Regions from separate parts of the Sus scrofa genome. Here region 2 is linked to region 1. The links are chromatin contacts, called in public HiChIP or PLAC-seq maps. All regions are on one chromosome and are shown on one strand. Each heading gives the region's core, a stretch centred on a gene start, on an enhancer-like site or on the middle of the called end of the contact. The rest is flanking DNA. Distances are from core to core; before and after follow the strand shown. Region 1 has its middle 69 kb from the start of NRIP1. Region 2 has its middle 220 kb from the start of NRIP1.

Region 1 (5,744 bases), core at 2,438-4,937:
AGACGTGGACCTTCTGCCAGTTCTCAGACCCCAGGTTTAATCAAAATGCCTGGCTCACCAAGCCCTGTTTGCATCCTTCATTTGTCCAGTTCTTAGGGGAACTTTGTCAGTTTGAGATATATCATTCTCTCTGCAAATAGAACCCAGGAAGAAAATCTGAATGTTATCAAGCATGGATGATCAATCGCTAAAGCACTCTGAATCTCAGTGACCACTGGGCTTAAATGATATCCTTAAGGAGAATCCAGAAAGCCATCTTTCTAGCCCTCAACTTGGCCTGCTGTGGAAAATGTAGACCCCTGCCCTTTACCAAATATAAACTACTTTTCTAGGTGAGAAAAGAAAATTGCAAAGGCAAGGCCATGCAGAGAACCAGCCATTTCCTGGGGTAGGTTGACTGAAATTCCACTTGACAAAGCCTTTTTTAGCCTTTCTACCCCAAAGTGACCTCTCCGCCACGGTTTCCTACTTAATTGATGTCTTGCCATTTCTGTTCATATATCCTCAGGTGATGAGCTGTCAGAGGGCACCATCTTTAGGTCTCCGTTAGAGCCACCGATTGGGAAGATTTGCTCCCGTTTTCTCCAAATCTCCTCAGAGCCCTGGTCCTGGAGTCTGGGAGACAGGGAAGAAAAAAGGGGAGCGAATTTAGGTTCTGCATTTTGCTTTTGTCAACCTCCTGTAAGTCATTCAGCCTCACTGGCAGTTATCCTTTCGTATGATGGAGGTAATTATAAAAACCGGTTTGAAAAACACTTTGATATCCTCAGGTAAAAGAGACTCTAAAAGAGCAGAGGAAAATTATTATTAGAAGGTCCATGGTTTCTTAGCTTTTTCCACATGCAGCTTCCTCCAGGGAAGTAGATCCATGAAACTAAAACCAGTTTGAGAGAAAAGGTACAATACAAAACTCTTTAAACAAGGAAAATGACTTCAAAAAGATGAGCCAGATGAAACATAAAAGTGAAAAATTAAAGCCATGGCGATGCTTCTATAGCAACCTCTGCACCATTGTCAAGAATGAACTTAACACCAGTACACAAGTTGTGGTAGTGATACCGGCACCTCGTGTTGGTATAACATTTTTCCCAATAACCTCACAGCTCTTTGGGGACATAAAATGATACTTATTAAATCTTCAAGATGCTAGCAGGCTGATTTTTTTAGGTGAGATAATTGAAGCCTGATCCACTTCATTGATTAAGCCAGTAGAAAAATGAGAACTAGAATTCCATTTTCCCAGCCAGCAACACAGAAGCAAGGAACTGGAAGGATCCGCCATCTCACGGTTTCCATCGAAAATCTCGCTGTTGGAATCTAGTCAGCTAAAAGGTACAGATGGAATTGCTGGCATTTGTTCTGACTTTTGTCTTACCATTTAGAAAGTATTAAAATATAATTATTTATGAAGGTCCTCCTAGGCAGCTGATCCTTGCTAAAAGAATAAAAGATAACAGACAAATCAAAGACAAAAACAAAAGCCCAAGTACAGTATTCAGTGTCCAGCCACAAGTAGATCATGGAGTAGTTAAGGAGAACAGACATATACATAAAGCAATCTGTGGACCAAATATTGTATTTCATTATGAAGTGCTACCTACTCTGAAGAGCTTCCATGATTATGGTACTCGACAGTAATCTTTCTTTTTAACATGTGTAGCATTCCTAACACTGTGTTTCTTCTACCATTTGTAAAAGGCATATATTGCTTCATGCCTGAAGCATGTTGGTTTTTTGGTTTGTTTGTTTTGCTTTTTCAGTGCTGCAGTCATGGGCAAATGGAAGTTCCCAGGCTAGGGGTCAAATCCAAATCAGAGCTGCATCTGCGACCTTCGCCTCAGCCCACAGCAACACCAGATTCTTAACACACTGAGTGAAGCCAGGGATGGAACCTGCATTCTCATGGATACTAGTTGGGTTCTTAACCTGCTGAGCCACAATGGGAACTCCCCAAATCTTTTTTCATATTAAATTTTAGTCCTATGCTTCACAGGGTCCAGGACCCAACATAAGGGCTCAACAATGTTTGTTGAATGACATACTGATATAATAATTTTTGAATATAGACAATTAACTAGATCACAAGGACAATATGTGCAACAAAATTGCTGAGCGTGTTTTCATTCATAATTAAAATCCATTAGGCTCAAACCAATTAGGAAATAATCACTCCACTCCTGATGTTCTTTGAGTGCTTCGATAGCATTTACGAATTAGTTATAGTTGAAAAGTTCTTTATCGTTATTTCACCATGCTTCAAAACCATAGGAATTTAACTTTTACTTTCCTCAATAGACAAATGATATAAAAAAGACAGGAACTTACATTATCATCGTTTCTTCAAGATTTCCTTGTCGTCTTTGCAGTGCCTAGCTCTCTTTGGCAGGAATAAGGAGAAAGAGGTTAAACTAAAAGAGAATAGAATGCAGGAGTTCCAGAATGTATTTGGAAGGACAGCATGGGAACAGAGAAGGCTGCCAGCCTTGTGTTTCTGGGATAAGGTGAGCAAGTAGTCTTGGATAGAATTGCATGATCACTTTTACTCCTCACCCAAGGAAAGGAGGAAAATAATTAGGTGACAACTCACTTACTTCTCCTTCATTTCTTTCCTCTAACATTCTGTGCTTTGTGGAAAAATAGCACCTACTTTGCATGTCTGATAATCATGTGTTCATGCAAAATGATCTCCAAATTAAACTAAATTTTCCTTTCACTCATTGGGTGTAAAATAATTCATATTTATATATTAAATTCTGGCTCAGTCAGAGAGATACACATGCACAGTTAAGTTTGCAATTCCCTTCCCTTCGAGATGCTCCCAGTCTTAGAAACAATGACTTTACAGGGACACGTAGGACTTTCCCAGAGCTAAAATAGTAACTAAACTTATTTTTAAATAGATCAGTATGTTATTTATATTATGCATCGGCTTAGGACCAATTTTGCTATTTCACTTATCTCACCACCCTGTCCCATTCTTCTGAGAGAGGGAGAACAGAATAGGAAAAGCCATAAGGATTTTCACTCTTTCATTTCTGGGGTGATGTAAAAATCCCTTTCGTGAGAGGTGCTAGATGTATTTGGATGCTCCAGCACCACGACCCTTGCAGGCAACACTCCTCATTGTTTCCTGAACTGCACGGCATAACTTCTCAAGAGAAGCCCAGATGTCCAGGCCACCCAGGGTCAACCAAGGTCAGATCCTGTTCCCACTATAGGGAGTGAGACACTGGAGTTGGCTTTGCCCAAAAATAGCCCATGTCCATGTGGTAGAATTAGCTTGATATCGCCAAGCTCCAAACTTGGAGCCAGAGTCCTGCTTTCAGAGGGAAAGGACTCCAAGCCCTTTAACATTGCTGTTATGCAAGTTTTTAATTAGTCATGAGGGCACTGATAGCCAGGCCCTGAGACAGTATCATGATGACCCGGGCGGATGCCTCCAGAGGATGCCAAAGGGACAGGAACGGAGGCTCCACCTTTAAGAACATATTTTCTTTCTACCAACCCTAAAGGGAGTCCAAGGAAAAATATCTTGGATTTCTACTGGAGGAAGTTCATTAGCCCAAATCTCTCTAATTAACCATCATTTGTTATGGCATTTTCACCTTTCTTATTTTCCAAAACCTGGTCATCCCAACAACTTAATCCAAGTAATGACAAATTTGATTGATAGGCCAAACCTCCATTAGACAGATGGACTTTATATTTTGAGCCTTCTCTGGCACTTGAGTACACGCATCAAAATTGGGTAGATGAAATTTTAACTGTTCTAGAAGAGAGAAAATGCAGTCGACTATGTATAGAATGCTTATTTTTCTCCGGAATCTGTTCTCAGTAAAACTCTTATTTTTAAAAGGCTTTTGCTAAACTATTAGTGCACCATAAATAATGATTTATAAATGTTACCTAATAAATCACTTCCCTGGCTCATACTAAATATTAGCATCCCTTTTGTTTTTATAGATAGACAAAATGAAAGCCATAGATTAAATTAATGGGAAGAAAGTGAACTACAAACCATGGTTACTTCTACTTTGGCAAAGTGAATTATTCATGAAAACTCTATTGCAAGTTTCCAGTGCCAAAGGTAGCCCTTAGGATAATTTTTCTCAGCCTCTGGGCCCTGGGAGTAATTGCAAAGCGGGTAGCAATTACTTTTGGCATCTTCCCACTTCATATCCAGTGCCCTAATCCCACCTACCTTTCTGGAACCAAGTATTTAGTGGCCCTATCAAATTTTATTGCTTTCCAAACTCTTTTTAGAGTTACCCCTTTCATTTCTACCCTGTACTGGAGGGCCCTGGAGTCCACAGTTGTTATATTCACACACACACACAATATCAGAAAAAAATTTTCTTATGGGCTCAAGATCGTTCATACTGAGGTATGAATGACTAACATGCTTGAGAATTTTAAAAGAAGTGTGTTGATTAAAATGCAACTTTAGATGGCTGTGATATGTTGGGGAGACAATCTTTAACTTCTTTGTTTCCTCGTTTATGACCTAATGTTAACATGCCCAGCTCCCATCTGCCCAAAAGAACAGAGATGAATGATTTGGCAATTGGTATTCTGCTTCTGAATGATTTCTTGAGAATCTAGATCTCGACATGGAGACTCTGTAGACATCAGGCGTATTGGCCACACTCTCTTATCACATCACCTGAGGAAGGGTGAACAGTCTAGCTCCCTGCTCCCCAACTCATAACAGACAATACGATGTGGGACTGTAGATAACAGCCTTTAGGTTCAACTTCTGGTGTGTGAGTTCTGGCCCCGCCACTTAGTAGCTGTGTGACCCTAGTCCATTTACTTAATCTCTTCAAAAAATGGAGATATGAATAGCTATTACCTCAGCAGAGATTTTAAGAATTCATTGATGTAAGAAGTATATCATGCAGTACCTGACATAAATTAAGAACTCAATCAATGTTAGCTATTATTATCATTAGAGCATCTAGTCATTAGTACACACCGTAATAGCATCTACCAGGAGATCCCCAGTGGGGAGCTTCAGGGCATACTGTAGTTATATCCTTCTCTGAGCATCCTAGGTTTTAGTATTTCACCTGCTTTGGGATTTTTGTTTGTTTGTTTTCTTTCTGTCTTTAGTTATTTGTTTGGAGGTGCTGTCCATCAAGCACTGTGCTAGGAACTGGAAACTATGGTGAGCTATACAAATATGGCTTCTATGTAGGTGAAGCTTTTGGCGCAGAAAGAATAACGGGCAGAACTAATTACAAAAGCAATTTCAGTGATGGTAAAGGTGTTATGAAAGTATGTAAGTTTTAGGGGTGGGATACTAACCACCAGGATCAGGAAAGAATCCCTCTTGAAGGATGAGTGGGAATTAGCTAGTTCAGAGTTGGGAGTGGGAGAGTAGAAAACAAGTGGGGAAATGGTATGTTTTTCATACAAATGGACTGAATATTTGTTTCCCCTTCAAATTCCTGTGGAAGCCCTAACCCTCAGTGCAATGGTATTTGGAGGTAGGACCTTGGGTAGGTAATTAGGATTAGAAGAGATGGTGAGAGTGGAGCCCAAAGATGGGATTAATGTCCTTATAAGGAGAGAAAGAAAACCCAGAACTCTCACTCCTCCCTGTGAGGACACAGCAAGAGGGCAGCCATCTGCAAGCCAGGAAGAGAGCCCTCACCAGGAACTGAATTGGCTGGCACCTTGGTCTTGAACTTCCTAGGCTCCAGAGTTGTGAGGAGTTAATATCTGTGGTTTGAACCTCCTGG
Region 2 (5,960 bases), core at 2,735-5,234, 150 kb after region 1:
TTGCTCCCCTACCCCCTTCACCATAGCAATCCCTCTGGAGACAAGAAATGCCATCTCTCTCAGCTATTCTGGTACTTACCTCTTTATTTCTAAATGCTACATAGTATTGCTTTATTTTGATTATTAACTTTTTTTTTTTAAATGGCCACACCCACAGCATATGGAAGTTCCTAGTCCAGGAACTAAATCCGAGCCCCAGCTGCAACCTATGCAGCAGCTGCTGCAGCAAAGCCAGATCTTTTAACCCACTGCACTGAGTTTAGGAATCAAATTCATACCCTCCACAGCGACCAGAGGTATTTGCAGTTGGTTATTAAATTTAAACATTATCCAATTCTATCACAACTTGGTGATAAATCCATAGTTAGTGTTATCATTATTGTCACTAGTATAAATACTACCCATTGCTGAACCAAGTAGAATACAAGTAGAATTTTTCCCCTGAGTTAAGTGCAATATTTTTCCTGTTTCCTTAATTTATCTAGAAAATATGATTGAGTCATTATATACCTCCTGATAGCTATATAAAATATTGCCTCCTTCAAAATTCCCATATAATCAATTCTATCTGTTAATCTATCAATTTCTTCTTCATCTTTATTTCTGAAAACCTCCCTTTTGGGATATTCCATCCAATCTGGAATGGCTCTTCTCTATGTGAAAGCTTCTGGCCAGCTGTCTTCTTGATTTTTAATCTCTCCATTTTGGGTTTGTTTCCTGATCCTAAATCTTCCTCCTTCTTGATGTAGCCTTTGCTGTGGATGAAATATACCATTAGCTACCAGAGAAACAGAGTACAAAAGGTAATTTTTTGAGACATGGCCCTTCTTAAAATGTCCTTATTTCATTTTTATATGTGGTCGATAGTATGTTTGGGTGTAAACTACGAGAGTATTAGAATGGATATTATAAACATTAAGAATTTGAAATGCACTGTGCTACCATCCTCAAGCTTTCCATGTTGCTTTTAGAAAGCAAAAGCAATTATTATTCCTGAGCTTTTGTATGTACCCCCCTTTTTTTCCTCTGGACGGACTCCTTTTTATCCTTTTTTTTTTTTTTTTAAATAGCTCTAGGCACTTGGTGGTAGGTCTTTTCAATCTGGAAACATATCCTTCAGAGGTGGGCAGTTTTCTGGTTTTCTCTTTTGGAACTGCAGTTAGTCAGATAATGGCCCTCTTAATTTTTCTTTTCTTTCATCTTTTCTCTCCTATTGGTTATCCCTTTGTATTTTTGATCTTCCACTCTTCTGTAGAATTTTAATTCAGTGATCATCTTTTTATGCTCTCATTTCTATTTCTTGTTCCATGAATGTTTCTTTTTATGCATTTGGTTTTGTTCCATGGGTTCAGTACCTCCCTTACTCTCCAAGGATATTAATCACAGTGCTTTTTTTGCTCCCTAAATTTGTTTTGGTTCTTTTCTCATTTTAATTTTAGAAGCTTTCAGTTCTTTGGTTTTGTTTCTAATTAAGATCAAGGCCCTGAAATTTGAATAGGAAGTTCTGTGGGTGTGGCCGGCATTTATGCACTGATGAACCTCCTTTGTTTACCATGACTGACCAGCCAGTGTCTGTTTTAAAACCCCAGACTGTCTGTATTCCTTGTGGGGTTTTCTGTGAGGCAGTACATTTTCTCTTATGCCTCTGTAAGGGGAATTAACATGGCTACTAGCTTTCCATAATTTGATGAAAAAGGAAGGCTCAGGGTTCCCAGTAAGCTTCATTTTATTTCCCCCCCCTAAGTATGGTACCTTGTGTGTCTTCTGTGCCTCATGCCTGCAGGTGTGTGAGAAGTAGGGTAGTCATTATGAGTAGGGACTGGGGATGTGGGGCTAATTGCTCCCTATGTGGTTTTTCAAATACTTTCCCTGACATCGTCAAATTGCTCCTTGTAATTCTAATTTCTGAGACTTTCTAGTGCTGTTAGGGGCCAGATATCTTAGTAAGCCCACCTGCAAGATTTTATTACCTCCACTCTTCTAAATTGTTCTTCTGTTTACTCCAGTCTTTGAACACCACAGCTTGGGTTAAAGATCTATTCTAATTTTTAAAAATATATTCAATTTGTTTGTTTTCATTTATGCGTTTGTTTTTTTTTTTTTTTTTTTTTTTTCCTGATTGCTAAGTTGTTGGGTTTTGAGAGGAGAGAGGATGTTTTGACTCCATCAATTTATAATCACAAATCTGGTGAAGAGATTTTGAGGGATAGATTCTCATTGTAAAAAAGATCAACATTTTTTTTTTTTCCTTCTCAGGGCTGTACCTGCAGCACATGGAAATTCCTAGGCTATGAGTCAAATCAGAGCTGTAGCTGCAGGCCTGTGCCACAGCCAGAGCAACATGGGATCCGAGGTGCATCTTCAACCTACACCACAGCTCACAGCAATGCTGGATCCTTAACCCACTGACGAGGCCAGGGATTGAACTCACATCCTCAGGGATACTAGCTGTGTCTGTAACCTGTTGAGCCACAGTGGGAACCCCAACATTTATTTTTAAATGCAATAACAATTTATGAATTAGTGCTTGGCAAAATTGTCAAGAAGAAAAGCAGAATATTTTGGTGTCCTACAAGGAAAGTCAACTTGAGAAACGAAATGAAGATTTAGCCATTTCTGGTGGGTACTGAGTCAGAGTGGAGACAGTTGAGTGATCTTTCTGGTTAACGTTATCACATTATCCTAGACTAATGCCATGCTCTCCATTTAAGTAGGTGCCTGCTGAGATAAACAGAATGCTCATATGGGGCAGGTAGCAAACACTCACCACTGGATAGTTCTGGTAGCACACAGACAAATTTTTATTCTTTTTCTCTATTCTTCCTGCAGATTACTGATACAACAAAACATTTTGTAATTATTTTGGTGAGAAAGAACAAACATTTATTGGGTGCCCACTCTACCACATACAGTACTATGGCTTTATACATTATTATTATTATTGCATGATTTTTCACCAGATATTTGTTACATTTTAAATTTATATATTTTATTTGAGATTTCAAGGCAGTCCCTGATTTCTGGATGAAATATGAAAGATTCTTGTCATTTTCTTGAATCATTTCCTGGGAAGAGTTTCACATGTGGGTAACTACATCATCATTTTATAATGATTCTATAGCTTTGATTTTTAATTATTGATTTCTCTCTAGATTTGTTCATAAATCTGTGCATAAATCTTTTCTTGACACACATCAGACTTTAACTGCAAACTCAACATTGTACAGAATCCCACAAAAACAGGGAACATGAAATCTTTGTATTTGATGGGGTTTTAAGAAAGCAGGTCAGAGTCCAAAACTAAATACAAGCTCTTGCTCAAGTTTAATGAAAAGCCAAAAAGAAAGAAAGAAAGAAAGAAAGAAAGAAAGAAAGAAAGAAAGAAAGAAAGAAAGAAAGAAAGAAAGAAAAGAAGGAAGGAAGGAAGGAAGGAAGGAAGGAAGGAAGGAAGGAAGGAAGGAAGGAAGGAGCAAAGCAAAGAAAAAAAAAGGAAGGAAGGGAGGAAGGGAGGGAAAAGGAAAATATTTTAAATTATAATGTGTAAACACACACACGCACGCTACAACAACAGAAATACACGTTTCTAATCACTTCACATTCTTCTACTTCCTGCACAGAAATGCTGCAACAACAAAGAGTTTTTCTGAGGCTGGATGCTGCTTCTCATTTTGCACCTGTTTCTGAGGTGAGCCAGACTGGCAGGAAGAGAAGGTGGGACCGATTCCAAAGTGTTAGTCTTTAGCCAGTCACCAGAGTCACAGCACTCAGGGTGAGCTTGAACCACAGACACATGTTAGATGTTCATCTCTGCGTTAAAAAAAGACTTTGTGAAAATAGCGGCTGGTCCTGAGCCCAGCAAGCATAGAGAGGAAGAATGATAAGTTATCCATTTCTAGAAACTTTATAAATATAGGGCTTGCTTAACACAGACTGCTGACCTTGAATTCCCTTCTTATGAGTATGTTTGTAATTCTGAGAGCAGCCCCAGAAAACTGGAGAACTCACAGAGTGGCTATTAATAAACAGTGCTCTGAAATTTACAGTAGTCCAAAGGGTAAAGACAGGTGTTTTACTTCAATATTGGAGTGAAATGCTGAGATCAGGTGCTGAGGAGCTACAACTTTGTCTGAACACTGTGGGCTGTGTGACTGTATCCATGTGAGTCCACACACTCATCTTTGTAAATGCACAACCCACACACATGTACTCTGAGAGTACAACTGACCCTCAAACAATGTGGGGTTTAGGGGCACTGGCCCTCCAAACAGTAGAAAAGCTACTTATGACTTTATAGTCCTTGCTCCATATTGGTGACTCTGCATCCACAGAGTCAACCAACCTTGGAGCATGTAGTCCTGTAGGAGGCTGCTACCCTTGTCACTCAAGGGTCAACTGCATTCACTTGGATGTGCATTCTGTAGTAGATAATGCTTATTTAAGCACATGGAACAACTTGAATCAATACAGCAATGCCTTTGTTTCTAAAATCATTCTAATGTTCATATGTTTTCAACAATGGTAAATACCTACACTTAATAAAATAATGGTGAACCTAAATATTTTCATTCAAGGATGATGTTAATGAGATTAGGACTGGTTGGTATCATGGGGACAATATTCAGTTCTCTCCTTAGACTGAGTTAATCTCAAAATGTAGGGAAAACAACCTCAACTCAACCTGTTTCCTAAAGAGAATTGACAATAACACCTTCATTCATTCACACTGGTTTTTCAATATTTTAAAAGCAATTACCTGAATCTCACATCTCATAATTAAGTAGAAATTGGAGACCAAACACTTGGACGTAATGCAAACTTCAGCAATATGAGCACCCAGTTTCAAGGCTGGATTTATAATACTTCCTTCCTTCCATTTTATTTAGACATTTCTTTTATCTTCATCCTTTCCTCCCTTCTCCTGGCTCACCATCTCCACTCTGTCATTTTATGGAATAAACTGTAGTGTGAAGAGCATCTTCAACGAAGTATATCCTATGGCCTTCCTTAAGGTAACTCAAACTTGTACTTGGCCAAAAAAGAACTGTATGCTAAATTTATGTATGTTCCCGGAGACAGAGAGAAACTATTTTTTCTCTGTCCCCTTCATGAGACATTTAAACAAGTGGGTAACAGGTGCTGCATGCCGGGAACACACTGTACTCCGAATATTCTTGAGAGAAGCTGTTCACTCTGGGGAAAGCATTTCATTTCTAAGTCTTAGCGAACACCACTTGCGTTTGGTCAGTCACTGACTGGAGACACACTTGCTTACGAAAAGGGATTTTATTGGCATATGGATAGAATTGTTTCTCCAAATATTTGGGGAGGGGGCTAAATTACTTTACACCTACCAAGTTGGATAATAACTGTCTTTCCTTTGGGACAAGATATTTCACCTGCATTTTGAATGGAAGAAATAATTCAAAAGCAATGTACTAAAGCAATGTCTTATTCTCATTTGGGGAAAAAAAAGATGTTTGATTTTACTAATATGAAACATAAAACTTGGTTGTGCCAAGACTGTGATACTCATGCAGGAAAATAAAATAATGTTTGAGATACAAACAAAGAAATATAGGTCAGTAAGATTAAGGGGCACATGCCCATGTTTTTTTGCCTTAACCTCAGCATTAGCAGCTAGATCTTATGGACTTGGCCTAATAAAGACAATTTACACAGCACTATGGATAAGAAGACAGCCCCAGAGACAATATTTGTAAGCCATAAATTACTAATACATATGTACTTATGATGAATAAAATATTTTGCAATACAATGAGCATGATATTGCTTTGAAGAAATAAATAAAATCTAGGTTTCTGGAGGATTAACTCTATCAGCCCCTTAGGATATATATTTTTCTCCTAAGCCATTTTCATTGCCTAGAGTTTTAAGTATCCTAGTGTTTAGAAGTGACAGGCTTGTTCATATAGAGCAACCTTCTAACTCTCCCAGGCAGA

Evidence for each region. HiChIP or PLAC-seq counts read pairs in DNA pulled down with a chosen protein or histone mark.
Region 2: a contact with region 1 is called in an H3K27ac HiChIP or PLAC-seq map of skeletal muscle, with 2.9 times the contacts expected there. The contact joins two enhancer-like sites. A contact is called at or near these places in 3 of 47 Hi-C or Micro-C datasets (psoas muscle and skeletal muscle) and 2 of 2 datasets of contacts at active chromatin or transcription factors (alveolar macrophages and skeletal muscle).

What each region holds. Positions count from the first base shown.
Region 1 is chr13:179,982,689-179,988,432 of Sscrofa11.1, forward strand. No RefSeq gene overlaps it. Among named protein-coding and RNA genes, the nearest start is that of NRIP1, 69 kb to the left of the region's middle. Within about 2 kb of position 3,688, at least 2 of the 83 cell types and tissues checked have an H3K27ac peak or open chromatin away from gene starts, as enhancers often do. A contact at or near this core is called in skeletal muscle, where this site is marked.
Region 2 is chr13:180,136,642-180,142,601 of Sscrofa11.1, forward strand. No RefSeq gene overlaps it. Among named protein-coding and RNA genes, the nearest start is that of NRIP1, 220 kb to the left of the region's middle. Within about 2 kb of position 3,985, at least 4 of the 83 cell types and tissues checked have an H3K27ac peak or open chromatin away from gene starts, as enhancers often do. A contact at or near this core is called in skeletal muscle, where this site is marked.